2 separate regions of the Mus musculus genome follow, and region 2 is linked to region 1. A link is a contact called in public Hi-C data. All regions are on one chromosome and are shown on one strand. Each heading gives the region's core, a stretch centred on a gene start, on an enhancer-like site or on the middle of the called end of the contact. The rest is flanking DNA. Distances are from core to core; before and after follow the strand shown. Region 1 overlaps Sulf2 (sulfatase 2). Region 2 has its middle 40 kb from the start of 1810021M19Rik.

What was found. A called contact is a pair of places that touch in the nucleus more often than the background predicts.
Region 2: a contact with region 1 is called in a Hi-C map of the N1E-115 cell line, with 7 times the contacts expected there. The contact joins two enhancer-like sites. A contact is called at or near these places in 2 of 15 datasets of contacts at CTCF or cohesin (embryonic stem cells and large pre-B cells), 16 of 484 Hi-C or Micro-C datasets (the G1E-ER4 cell line, the HL-1 cell line, the N1E-115 cell line and 3 more), 7 of 115 datasets of contacts at active chromatin or transcription factors (embryonic stem cells, expanded potential stem cells, heart atrium and 1 more) and 3 of 9 other capture datasets (adipose tissue, liver and pancreatic islet).

What each region holds. Positions count from the first base shown.
Region 1 is chr2:166,077,341-166,082,886 of GRCm38.p6, forward strand. It overlaps Sulf2 (sulfatase 2), which reads right to left. Exons shown (of 21, transcript NM_028072.5): 11 at 5,234-5,444; 12 at 4,138-4,366; 13 at 3,947-4,043; 14 at 3,457-3,551; 15 at 2,677-2,736; 16 at 2,120-2,289; 17 at 1,697-1,839; 18 at 178-301. Among named protein-coding and RNA genes, the nearest start is that of Gm52534, 40 kb to the right of the region's middle. Within about 2 kb of position 2,956, at least 79 of the 459 cell types and tissues checked have an H3K27ac peak or open chromatin away from gene starts, as enhancers often do. A contact at or near this core is called in the N1E-115 cell line and expanded potential stem cells, where this site is marked.
Region 2 is chr2:165,922,587-165,928,132 of GRCm38.p6, forward strand. No RefSeq gene overlaps it. Among named protein-coding and RNA genes, the nearest start is that of 1810021M19Rik, 40 kb to the left of the region's middle. Within about 2 kb of position 2,320, at least 62 of the 459 cell types and tissues checked have an H3K27ac peak or open chromatin away from gene starts, as enhancers often do. A contact at or near this core is called in the N1E-115 cell line and expanded potential stem cells, where this site is marked.

The sequences.
Region 1 (5,546 bases), core at 1,706-4,205:
GAATGAACAAAAGGGAGCGAAACAGAGAAGAGAAGTCAGTGTCCTGTATAGATTGTGTGGCTTCTCAACTCCTGGAAGCACAGCTTCTCTGTACCCTTCCCTGTGATTCTGGGCTCATCGTTGGGGCAGACGTGACATACACTCTCTTCTCTGCAGGCTGCACTCGTGCCAACTCACCCAGGTCCATGTTGCGGGTCCGGGGGTTGCACTGCTTGTAGCCTTTACAGCTCCTTAGCTCCATGAGCTGCACGTGCAGTTGGTTAAGGACGTCCCTGTCCAGTGTGTTCACCGCGTTCATCAGCTGATGGGAAAGGGGAGCTGTCAACAGGGAGTGTTCTGGGAGCCCTACCTCCATCTCCTCAAACCAGAGCACCTAACTCAGGTGGGCTGGGAGTACAGGAGCTATGGGGTGGGGGTGGGGTGACTATCAATACCCAACCTTTATTTCTGCAAGAGCCACAGTGCTGGGAGATAAATGAAGGCTCAGGTACTCTGCCAGGTCTGCTCAGTGGAAATGGAAATTCCAGAGGAGACACAAACCATGCCTGTGGGTTTCACCTTGAACTTCTGCAGCTGCCCACTGGGTCTCTCTCTCTCTTAAAGATTTATTTATTATTTATTTTTATGTTGCTGTACAGATGGTTGTGAGTCTTCTTGTGGTTGTTAGGAATTGAATTTTTTAGGACCTCTGCTTGCTTTGGTCGGCCCCCCGCTAGGTCCGGCCCAAAGATCTATTTATTATTCTATATAAGTACACTGTAGCTGTCTTCAGACTCGCCAGAAGAGGGCGTCAGATCTCATTACGGTGGTTGTGAGCTACCATGTAGTTGCTGGGACTTGAATTCAGGACCTTGGGAAGAGCAGTCAGTGCTCTTACCCGCTGAGCCATCTCGCCAGCCCCCCATTGGGTATCTTGCATAGCCGGGTTCCGCAGGTCTACCTTAGGTTTGACCTTTTTGTTCCTCTTGATGGAGGAACTTGGTATGGAGGTGGGCCAGGGACCTTGGGGCTTTGCCTAGTCTGGCACTACTGATGGTTACTAACTGACGATGTCTGCCACCCTCTTTGGTAAAGTATGGGCTAAAGTGTCAGAGAAGGAAAACTGGCGGTCTCTGGCTACTTGCGCCATGGCTGCTGACATATTGAAGTCACAGTGTATGGAGCTGTGTCGGGCTTTTTGAATGAGGTTGAGTGGTTGGTCATTACCAAGGTCACCTTCCAGAATGGCTAAGGAGCAGGGTTCTGGTTTTAGGAGCTTTGCTGCTTGTGGTTGTCTTGTGCGGCTCTGAGCCACTGCAGTCACACCTGTGCTGAGGTGTGTCCAAAGGAGGGAGACTCCGCACAGAGCTTGTCTTGGGTGCATGCTGGGTAAATGTTAGGGTTGCTTGTCTGTACTCTCCATGGCAGCCTAGAGAGTCCAGAACGTGGCCTGATCCTGTAGCTCTACTGATCAAGGGTCCACAGAAGTACCTGCTGAGCTCTGTAGGCAGTCTGCCTGAGGGGGAGGGAAGAACTGGACTGTAGATCGGACACAGGGCAATGGAGGGAGACGCATGTGGACAACACAGAGTCCCAGACTCCAAGTGGCCTCAGAACTCAGTCTTCCAGGCTTAGGGGCCGTGAGGGGCTTCTCTTCTGCAGCTGTATGCCTGTGTCTCACACGCCTGTCTCCCTGTCTCCCTGACCATGCCTGTACCTGGTAGGGGTCTGTACTGAGGTCAAAGTATTCTATGAAGCCGGTTGCAAATTCGCAGAAGAGGAAGTTGTGGGTCTCATTTATGGTCCTCAAGCACCAGTACGTGTTGTTGTTGGCGCTGGTGCAGGCGCAGAACGGCCCCACTGTGGAAGGAAGAGTGAATGTCCTGAGTGTGCCCGCAGAGAGACAGTCGGTCAGACAGCCTCCCCGAGACAGGCTCTCAAATGCCAAGTGACAAGCACAGGTTTCTAAGACACCTCTAGCAGTTTGGCCCTCTGAAGCCAGGGAAAGGTAGGTGGCCATGCACAGGCCTCCCATTCTCTGCCTGTCCCTGCTTGCTCATGCACACAACTCCCCTGTCCCCTGCCTGCCTCTGCTTGCCCACACACAGGCCTCCCATGCCCTGCCTGCCCATTTGCTCACGCGTCCAGAGTGGCGCCGTCTGCCAGTGGTGGTTGTCGTGGGTAAAGCACGTGAGGCCGGGCATGCTGCACGTATCGTTGTTCTGCAGCCGTTTGAGCAGCTTGCGCAGTTTCTTCTTGCGTTTCTGCTCCCGCAGCAGCCACACCTTGTCCTTCTCCTGCAGACCCTTCCTGAGGGCACAGGGGACCACACACGCTTAGGACCTCTGAGGGTTCAATGACCTCAGCCTTGTGGTTCGCCCCAGTGGTTGGGCAGCGTCATCAAGGGCTCTAAGTCCCTCTGTTGTCCAGGCCACAGCTAGGGCCAGACCCCAGGGCCTTTCTCCTCCTCTGGCCTCCTTCAGCCCCACCCACCAGCGGCAGAAATGGGTGTCCAGTGCTTAGTGTGGCTACAGTACCATATCTAACCAGTCTTTGTATGAACCTGGGGCCCCTCCAAGGACTGCGTAGACCTCACCTCCCAGGGAAAACCCAGCCCAGCCTGAATGTGCCTTGTGTGTTTTAGCTACAGACAGGTAGGCATGGCACCTTACCCCTTTGGCCTATCCCTACCCTTACCTGAAAGGGTGCAGGCTGGAGCCTTTGTGCTTGAGACGGCCTTTGTGTTGGCTGTGGTAACTGCAACAGACCCCCCCACCCCAGTCCCCAAGAGTCAGAGCTTTGCAGGATACTCTGGCAGGCATGCAGCGGGGTTCACTGCTCTTGCTCACTGCACCCTTTCCTAGGTGGGATGGAGGGCACTGTATCCCCCTGGTTGCCAGCTCCATGCTTGGTTTAGATGCCCCATGTCAGACTTTACAAGGTCAGGACGGAAATAATTAACCCGGACTGGAGGCTGGGCCTGGCTTCAGTTGGTGTCAGCCGTGGCCTCTGAAGGCCGATTTGTATCATACCATGTACCTCATGCTTAGAAGGGGGCTTTGAGACTGGCCCGAGTCAGCAAAGGTGTTCAGAACTGTGTGGCTCCTTCAATTTAAACCAAGGAAAATTCTTGCTCCAGGTTCCCCAGTCACAGGTGTTATGTGACTGCCACCCTGGACAGTGACTGCAGAGAGACTCCATGTCTTTCTGTGTGGGAAGTTCTCTCAGGCAGGCAGAACCCTGAGTGGCAGCCCAGCAGTTCCCAAAGGCAGTGAGCAGAAGCCTGTGCCCCAAGGCTGGGGCCTGCCCAAACACAGCTCAGCCTGACCCCGCCCCCGGGGGCGGTCCCTGAGTTTCCCTGATGAGAGTTATTGGCTCCTTATCTTGACAGACAGGGTCCAGTGCTGAGAGGGCCCCGTGTATCCGCAGGACGCACTGGTGTCCAGGGCTTGAGTGGGGCCGGGGCTGCTCTCTCACCTGATTCTATGGCAGTCACATTCTTCCGGTCGCTTCTTCTTCAGGTGACCCCTGACTTCTCGAAGGTTCTTAATTTTGTTCTGCAGGGTTTCGATCTGAGGGAGGGAATGGGAGAAGCCTAGGAACCACAGGGTGACTGCGGGTGGGAAGGGTACAGCCACATCTACGTTTGTGGCTCTGCCCGTGGAAGGGGGCCTCCCTGAAGGAACAGACTCTTCCTACCGCCAGCAGAGCCTACGGAGGCTGTAGCGAGAGCAAGCTCTATAGGGGGGTGTCTCACAGGTCTAAATAAAGTATGCTGCGCTGTCCCCAGCCAGCCAGCCATCTCTGAGCTGGACCTTTGGCTGGCTTCCAGACCCCATGACTCAGATTCCTATTCTGGGATGGGGTCATGGATTCTGGGGGACCAATCTTGCTTTCTCCCCTCACCAGGCCCCCCGCCCTTCCTGTGGATGCTGGCCGCCAGCCTGTGCTGCCCCAGTGGCCACACCTCATGGTCGATGTGCAGCTTGTGGTCTTTCCAAGCCTGCAGGGACTTGTACAGGTCCAAGTCGCACTGGACTGTGTCATTCTCAAGGATGTAGCACCTGCTCCAGAGAAAGGGTCATGAGTGGCCGGCCCCGAGGGGAGAAGAGAGGCCCAGCCTGTCCCTCTACCCCCAACCTCCAGCCAGACTCTCACCGATGGGTCACTTTGATGGGATTGGGGGCAGAATAATCTGGAAGGCCACCAGTACCACTGAAACTGCCACCATCCTTGTCATCTTGGTCTTCAGGGGCCCCTGGCCAGTGCGGCTTGCTAAGGTTGCGGGGCTGAGGCACAGTATCCAAGCCTACGTGGTATATCTCACCGTCCACCTCGATGGCCACGGAACGGATGGAGCGGTTCCGGGCATAGCTGGTCTTATACTCTGTGGGTGCCAGGAGGGATGATAAGTCAGAGAGGCTGGGACAGGCTGTCCAGGGAGCCCCAGCCATGGGCCTTCAATCAAGACAGGGGTAAAACCCCAAGTTCCAGTCTCAGTGTTGCATGCTGTGCGGGCTTGGGAGAGCTATCCCCGGAAGTGGGTCATCGGGAGGTCGTTACACTGGGCAGGCTAAACAACTTGAACGTCAGGAGAGCCAGTGAGGTGGTTTTGCAGGTAAAGATGCTTCCACACCTGAGTTTGATCCCCGTGGCCCGTGTGGTAGAAGGAGAGAGCTAACTCCTGCAAGATGACCCGACCTCCACACGTGTGGGCCACAGATGCGTTTTGGGAGCAGGGGGATCTGCCAGTGTGGACTGTGGAAGCACGTGGTCAGTATGCTCTGATGGCTTTTCCTTCAAGTCATAACTAGACCTCTTTGGACATTAAGGCCCAAACATGCCACTTGGCTTCTTGTCAGTCCCTCAGCTGTCTGTCTGCTGCTCTCACCATTAGAGTGGTCATTTGAGGGAGGTTTGAGAACCCGTTGACCTTATCATTTCCGCCTGCTCCAGATTAGAGCCCCATCCTACTCCCCCCACCCCCCCCCAGAAGGCGACACCAAGCCTACAGGGCCCAGTTGGCTCCATTGCCTGCCTTTGGTCCATGTCCATACTGCCCCCTAGTGGCCTGTCCCAGCACTGCTGCCCTCTTGAATTGGAGCTTGTGTGAGGGCTTTGGCTGTGTCCCTAGCTCCTAGGATCACCTGCAGGCCTGGAGCGAGCACCTGTGGAGTTGTTTGAAAGTTCACATGGCCCAGCCAGAGCCATGGCTGCTCATCCTCTCAACTTTGGGCAGGCTGGTGACACTTACTTTTCTTAAAGAGCTTACGGCGTCCAGCCAGGCCCAGTTTGTAGTCCCCTCCACCGCCACTGTCACAGCTGCAGGCCTCGCTGCTCTGGCCGTCATACTTGGGCACCAGGTTGGAGAGGGCTCTGCTGCCACCGCCGCCACCAAACCGCATGGGGCCTTTACATTTGTGCAGCTTCAGCGTCCCAGAAGCGTCCTCCACACACTGCCACTTCTGTGGGACACAGCAGGGCTTCAGGTGTCACCCCCCCCATCCCCACCATCCTGTTTGCCACACCTACCTCTCCTCCTGCCCACGCTCAGCTTGGCAAATGCC
Region 2 (5,546 bases), core at 1,070-3,569, 160 kb before region 1:
TGCTTCTAGAAAAAGAGGAAGCACCCAGGAGAAATCAAGAGAAGTGGTTTAAAGTGGAACAACAAAAAGAGAATACAGACAGCCGATGGGGAAGTCAGCTTTCTCTGTTAATTCTTTTCCATTTTGCTTTACAGTTTTTTGTTATGTTTGTATGTATTTGTTTCTTTTTATGAGTTCATACATGTGCATGCCCTGGAATGTATATGGGCACATAGAGGGCACAGGACAACTTCCTGGAGTCGTTTCTCTTCTACCAGCAAGTGGAGCCCAGATATCGAACTTGTGTTGCCAGGCTTTGGTGGCAAGCTCCTTTACCCACGGAGCCCTCTTCACGGCCCGCTGTTGGTTTTCGGGATGTTTATTTATCCGACGGACAGAGATGACTCAAGGGTTAAGAGTCCTTCTTGCTCTTGCAGAGGATTGGGAATCAGTTTCCAGCACTCAAGTAGCAGCTCTCAATGGTCGGTAACTCTAGTTCCAAGGGACGTGCCTTCTGAAGGAACTCTCGCCAGCCCAGCCCAGCCTGGCAAACATGGCAGGCCTCACCTTCCCTCTCATCCCCTCTGCCTTGCTAAAAAGCATGAGATTACATTCCTATAGCTAGCCACCAAGGCCTATTATTTGGTCACTTCCTCTTCCTGAAGCTGACTGCCAAGGTCTAGCTATCAAAGTATTGAAGTCCAGCAGTCAAAAGCCCACTTTGGCTTATCCCAACATTTAGAAGGCAGGGGCAGGTAGATCTCTGTGAGTTCAAGGCCAGCCAGGGCTACACAGAGAAACCCTGTTTCAAAGTAAACACACACACAGAGACAGAGAGAAATATTATTATTTTTGTTTTTGTTTTGTTTTTTTGAGACAGGGTTTCTCTGTATAGTCCTGGCTGTCCTGGAACTCACTTTGTAGACCAGACTGGCCTCGAACTCAGAAATCCACCTGCCTCTGCCTCCCGAGTGCTGGGATTAAAGGCGTGCGCCACCACACCCGGCACCAGAGAGAAATATTTTAAGGCATAACAAAATTAGTTGGGTGGTGGTGGCACATGCTTTTAACCCAGCACTTGGGAGGCAGAAGCAGATGGATCTCTGGGCGAAGCCAGCCTGGTCTACATAGTGAGTCTCAGGGCAGCCAAGGATACACAGAGAACTCTGTTGTAGGAAAAAAAATTTATTGTGTGTCTGTGTTCGTGAGGGGAAGTCAGAAGACAATTGTGGCACCCGTTCTCTTCATCTACCTTTTTGTGGGTTCTGGTGTAACCTCAAGCTGCCAAGCTTGCAAAGCAAGAAAGCAATCAATCCCCTTTACTGGCCGACGTCTCACTCGATGATGATTCTTCTGTTTGGTTGTTGTGTTTCTGTGTTTTGAGACTGGGTTTCTCTGCGTGGTGTTAGTTGTCGTGGAGCTTGCTGGCGTGGGACTCACAGAGCTCTGCCTGCCTCTGCCTCTGCAGTACTGGACTTATGTAAGACACCACACCCAACCCCAGGCTGCTTCTTTTTCCCCCTTTAAGTTCTAAGATACTACATTGCTGGTCTAGAACACAAGAAGTAGTGAAAGTTGATCTTAATTTTTTTTTTTTTTAATTCTTTTTTGAGGCAGGATTTCTGTGTGTTTGTGTGTAGCCCAGGAGCCCAAAGCACTGCTCTGGATGCAATATATGACCCTCTGGAACTAGCTCTGTAGATCAGGCTGGTCTGTAACTCATGGAGATCCTCCTGCCTATGCCTTCCGAGTGCTGGGATGAAGGTGTGTGTCACAACTGTCCTGCTTGTCTTGAAATATTTTTTAGCCAGGTGTGGCGGCACACATCTTTAACCTCAGCACTGGGGAGACAGAAAAAGGAGGATCTCTGAGTTCAAGGCCAGCCTCCTCTACAGAGCTAGTTCCAGGACAGCCAGGGGTTTGTAGAGAGACACCAACTGTCTGGGGGTTGGGGAAACAACAGAAAAAAATTTAAAAGTAACTAATTAAAAACATTTTAAAGGGGGCTGGAGAGATGGCTCAGTGGTTAGGAGCACTCACTGACTGCTCATCCAGAGGTCCTGACTTCAGTTCCCAGAGACCACATGGTGGCTCACAACTGTCTGTAATGGGATCCAGTGCCCTCCTCTGGTGTGTCTGAAGACAGTGACAGTGTACTCACATACATAAAATAAATAAATATTTCTTTTTAAAAAATTATGTGTATGGGTATTTAGTCTCTGTCTCTAGATCATTACATCTTAAGTGTTTCCAGTGCCCAGGGAGACCAGAAGAGAGCATTAGAACCCCTACAACTGGAGCTCCAGATGGTTGTGAGCTGTCATGTGTGTCATGTGGGCACGAGACAGACCAGGAGCAGCTCCTGCTCTTAACCTCTGAGTCATCGCTCCAGCTCCACCTTGAGTCTCTCTCCCTCTCCCTCTCCCCCTTCCTCTCCCCTCCCCCTCTCCCCTCCCTCCCCCTCCCCCTTTCCCCTCCCCTTCTTCCTCTCCCCCCTCCCCTTCTTCCTCTCTCCCCTCCCCCTCTCCCTTCCTCCTTCCTCTCCCCCTCCCCTTCCTCTCCCCCTCCCCCTCCCCCTCTCCCTCTTCCTCTCCCCCTCCCTCTGTTGAGGGGTTAGGGAAACATGTATTTTAAAGTTTATATTACACACCAGGCCCAGGAATTGAGGCAGCAGGGATGGCTTGGTGACCCTGCAGAGTCTCACATCAAAGGGGATGACAAAAGCAATTATCAAAGACAAGAGCCTCATGGCCTCGGACAAGGCAAAGCCCAGAATGGCACTGGAGAGGAGCTGCTGGCATAGCTGGAGAAAGGGACTCCTGGCACGGCCAGTAATCAAGCCACCAAACTACATTCCAATGGCAATGCCAGCCCCAGATCCAGCCAAACGACTGTGGCAGCCCCAGTACCAATCACCTTGGCTGCTGTGTCACCATCCCTGGGAAACCACATTAAGGTCTTGAACTCTCTGGCCACCTAGAGAGGGGACTGCCTCAGAAGGTTTAGATAGGACCTCTGGAGGCTGGGAAGAGATGGCTCAACAGTTAATAGAACCCTGGCTGCTCTTCCAGAGGACCCGAGTTGAATTCCCAGCACCTACACGGTGGCTCAGAACTGTCTGTAATTCCAGTTCCAAGGGACCTGACACCCTCACATAGACGTACATGCAGGCAAGCCATCAATGCATATAAAATAAAAATAAATAATTTTTTTAAATAGGACCTTTGATCTTCTCTAGAGGGAGGCAGACACGAGCCTGATTAGACCCCTGGCACAGAATGGGAGAGATGAGCAGTGCCTTGGTGGTCTGGGCATGCCCACTTCTCTGCAGCCCCTGCTAGATCACAGCAGTCTCCCTATTTCCAGCCTTGAATTCTTTTTTTTTTTAAAAGCTTTATTTTATTTATTTATTTTTTTAAGTTTTTTTTTTTTTTTTTTTTTTTTAGATTTATTTATTGGTTATATGTAAGTACACTGTAGCTGTCTTCAGACACTCCAGAAGAGGGCATCAGATCTCATTACGGATGGTTGTGAGCCACCATGTTGTTGCTGGGATTTGAACTCTGGACCTTCGGAAGAGCAGTCGGGTGCTCTTACCCATTGAGCCATCTCACCAGCCCCCCAGCCTTGAATTCTTAATCCTCCTGCCTCCACCTCTGAATGCTGGGATTTCAAGTCTGTGATCCAGTTTACGCAGTCCTGGGGATTGAACCCAAGGCTCCGTGAATGCCAGGCAAGACTCTACCACCTGAGCTCCAGCTCCAGCCTAAGAGCCCTGGTCTGTGTGGGAGCTTGAGTAAAATGGCCTTCAGGGGCCACAGGGAGTGGCACTTTTAGGAGGCGTGGCCTTCTTGGAGGAAGTGTGTCACTAGGCTGAGGGCTTTGAGGTCTCTGGTGCTCAAGCTAGACCTAGCGTGGTGTTCACTTCTGCTGCCTGCAGACCGTGATGTAGAAATCTGGGCTCCTCCAGCACCATGTCTGTCTGCCCATTACCATGCTTCCCACCATGTCCATAATAGGCTAAACCTGTGAACTTGTCTGCCAGCCCCAATTAGATGCTTTCCTTTATTGCGGTAGCTATGTTGTCTCTTTCTTCACAGCAATAACACTCTAAGACAGTCTGTCTCTTTGTCCCAGATGACAACTTACAGTGCCTTCACAGGGGCTGGCGCTTCCCCATGGCCTGTGCTCCTGGCCATGTTGCCCTTCAACAGCAATCCTCTCCTTGGGTCCTGCCACCGGGCACAAAAGAGACAGCTTTTCTGAATGCATCTCTCCACCTCACCCTAGCTAATACCTCCTAGTCCCTTAGACTTTTTCCTCAGTTCAAAGGCTCTAAGGAGCAACTGGCGAGTGGTTCCACTCAGTGGGACCTCCCACGGGTGTCCAAGTTTCTCTGAGAGAGCCTGTGATCGGGGAGGTGAGTCTTTCTGGTTCCTTTTGCCAGCTGTACCACAGACATGAGGAGTCAGATCCATGCTATGTATCAGCGGCAAGGCCCTGGGGTCTAGCCTAGGGTAGACAGCTGAGAAAACAGTGTCCCCTGACTTTCTCTGGATGGAGCTTGGAAGACACCTGCGCTGATGTAGACAGCCCAGAGCTTAAAGTTCCCACAAGGCAGCTCGTCGGTGGTGGTGGTGGTGGGGGGGCTGGAAACTGTGTTGTTTGTGTCAGGACCTCATGTAGTCCAGGCTGGCCTCAAACTTGCTGTGAAGCCAAGAAGAAGCTCGAACTGGAGCCTTTACCATCCTGAATACTGGGGTTATCAGTGTACACCGTGACACCAAAGTTGATGGGGTGTGGGGGCAGGGGCAGCGGGCTCTGTGTTAGGCTAGCTCTCTACCAACTGAACTACAACCCCAGGCAGGTCCAGTGGCTGCCTTCTCACAGAGAATCTCTCTTTCAAGTCCCTTGTGGGAGTGAACGGTCATGGTGGCTGTGGGTGGAAGTTAGCTCGGATGGGGCCAGGACTATACAGGTTGTGACATCCTTCTGAGCACAGCTGATTCTGGGGTTCATTCTCATGAATGGAAATAGGGAGGGAGGTGCTTTAGTTTCTCTTCTATTTGCCATGACAAAGCACCATGACCGAGGTATCTTGTGAAAGAAAGCCTTTAATTTGGGGCTTTCAGTTCCAGAGGATTAGAGTCCATGGCCATCGTGGCGGGGCGCAGGGCAGCAGTCAGGAAGGCGTGGCGCTGGGGATGTGGCGGAGAACTCACACTAGATCCTCAAGCGCAGACACACAGAGAGAAAGTAAACAGTGAACGGCACTCTCAGCCGCACTCTTTCTCAACACTCTCACCAGCTCTGGATCCCAATATGACCCTCCGGGGAGCGGTCTCATTCAAACCACCAAAGCAAATTGTGCCCCATGGGCTCCTGTCTAGTTGGCACAAACTGGAGTCATCCGGGAAGAGGAACCTCAAATGAGGAATTGCCTCCTTCAGATCGGCCTGTAGGCAAGTTTGTGGGGGGCATTTTCTTGATTAATGATGGACGGACGCGGGAGAGCTGAGTTGACTGTGGGTGGTGCCACCGTGGGCTGCATGAGGAAGCTGTGAGCT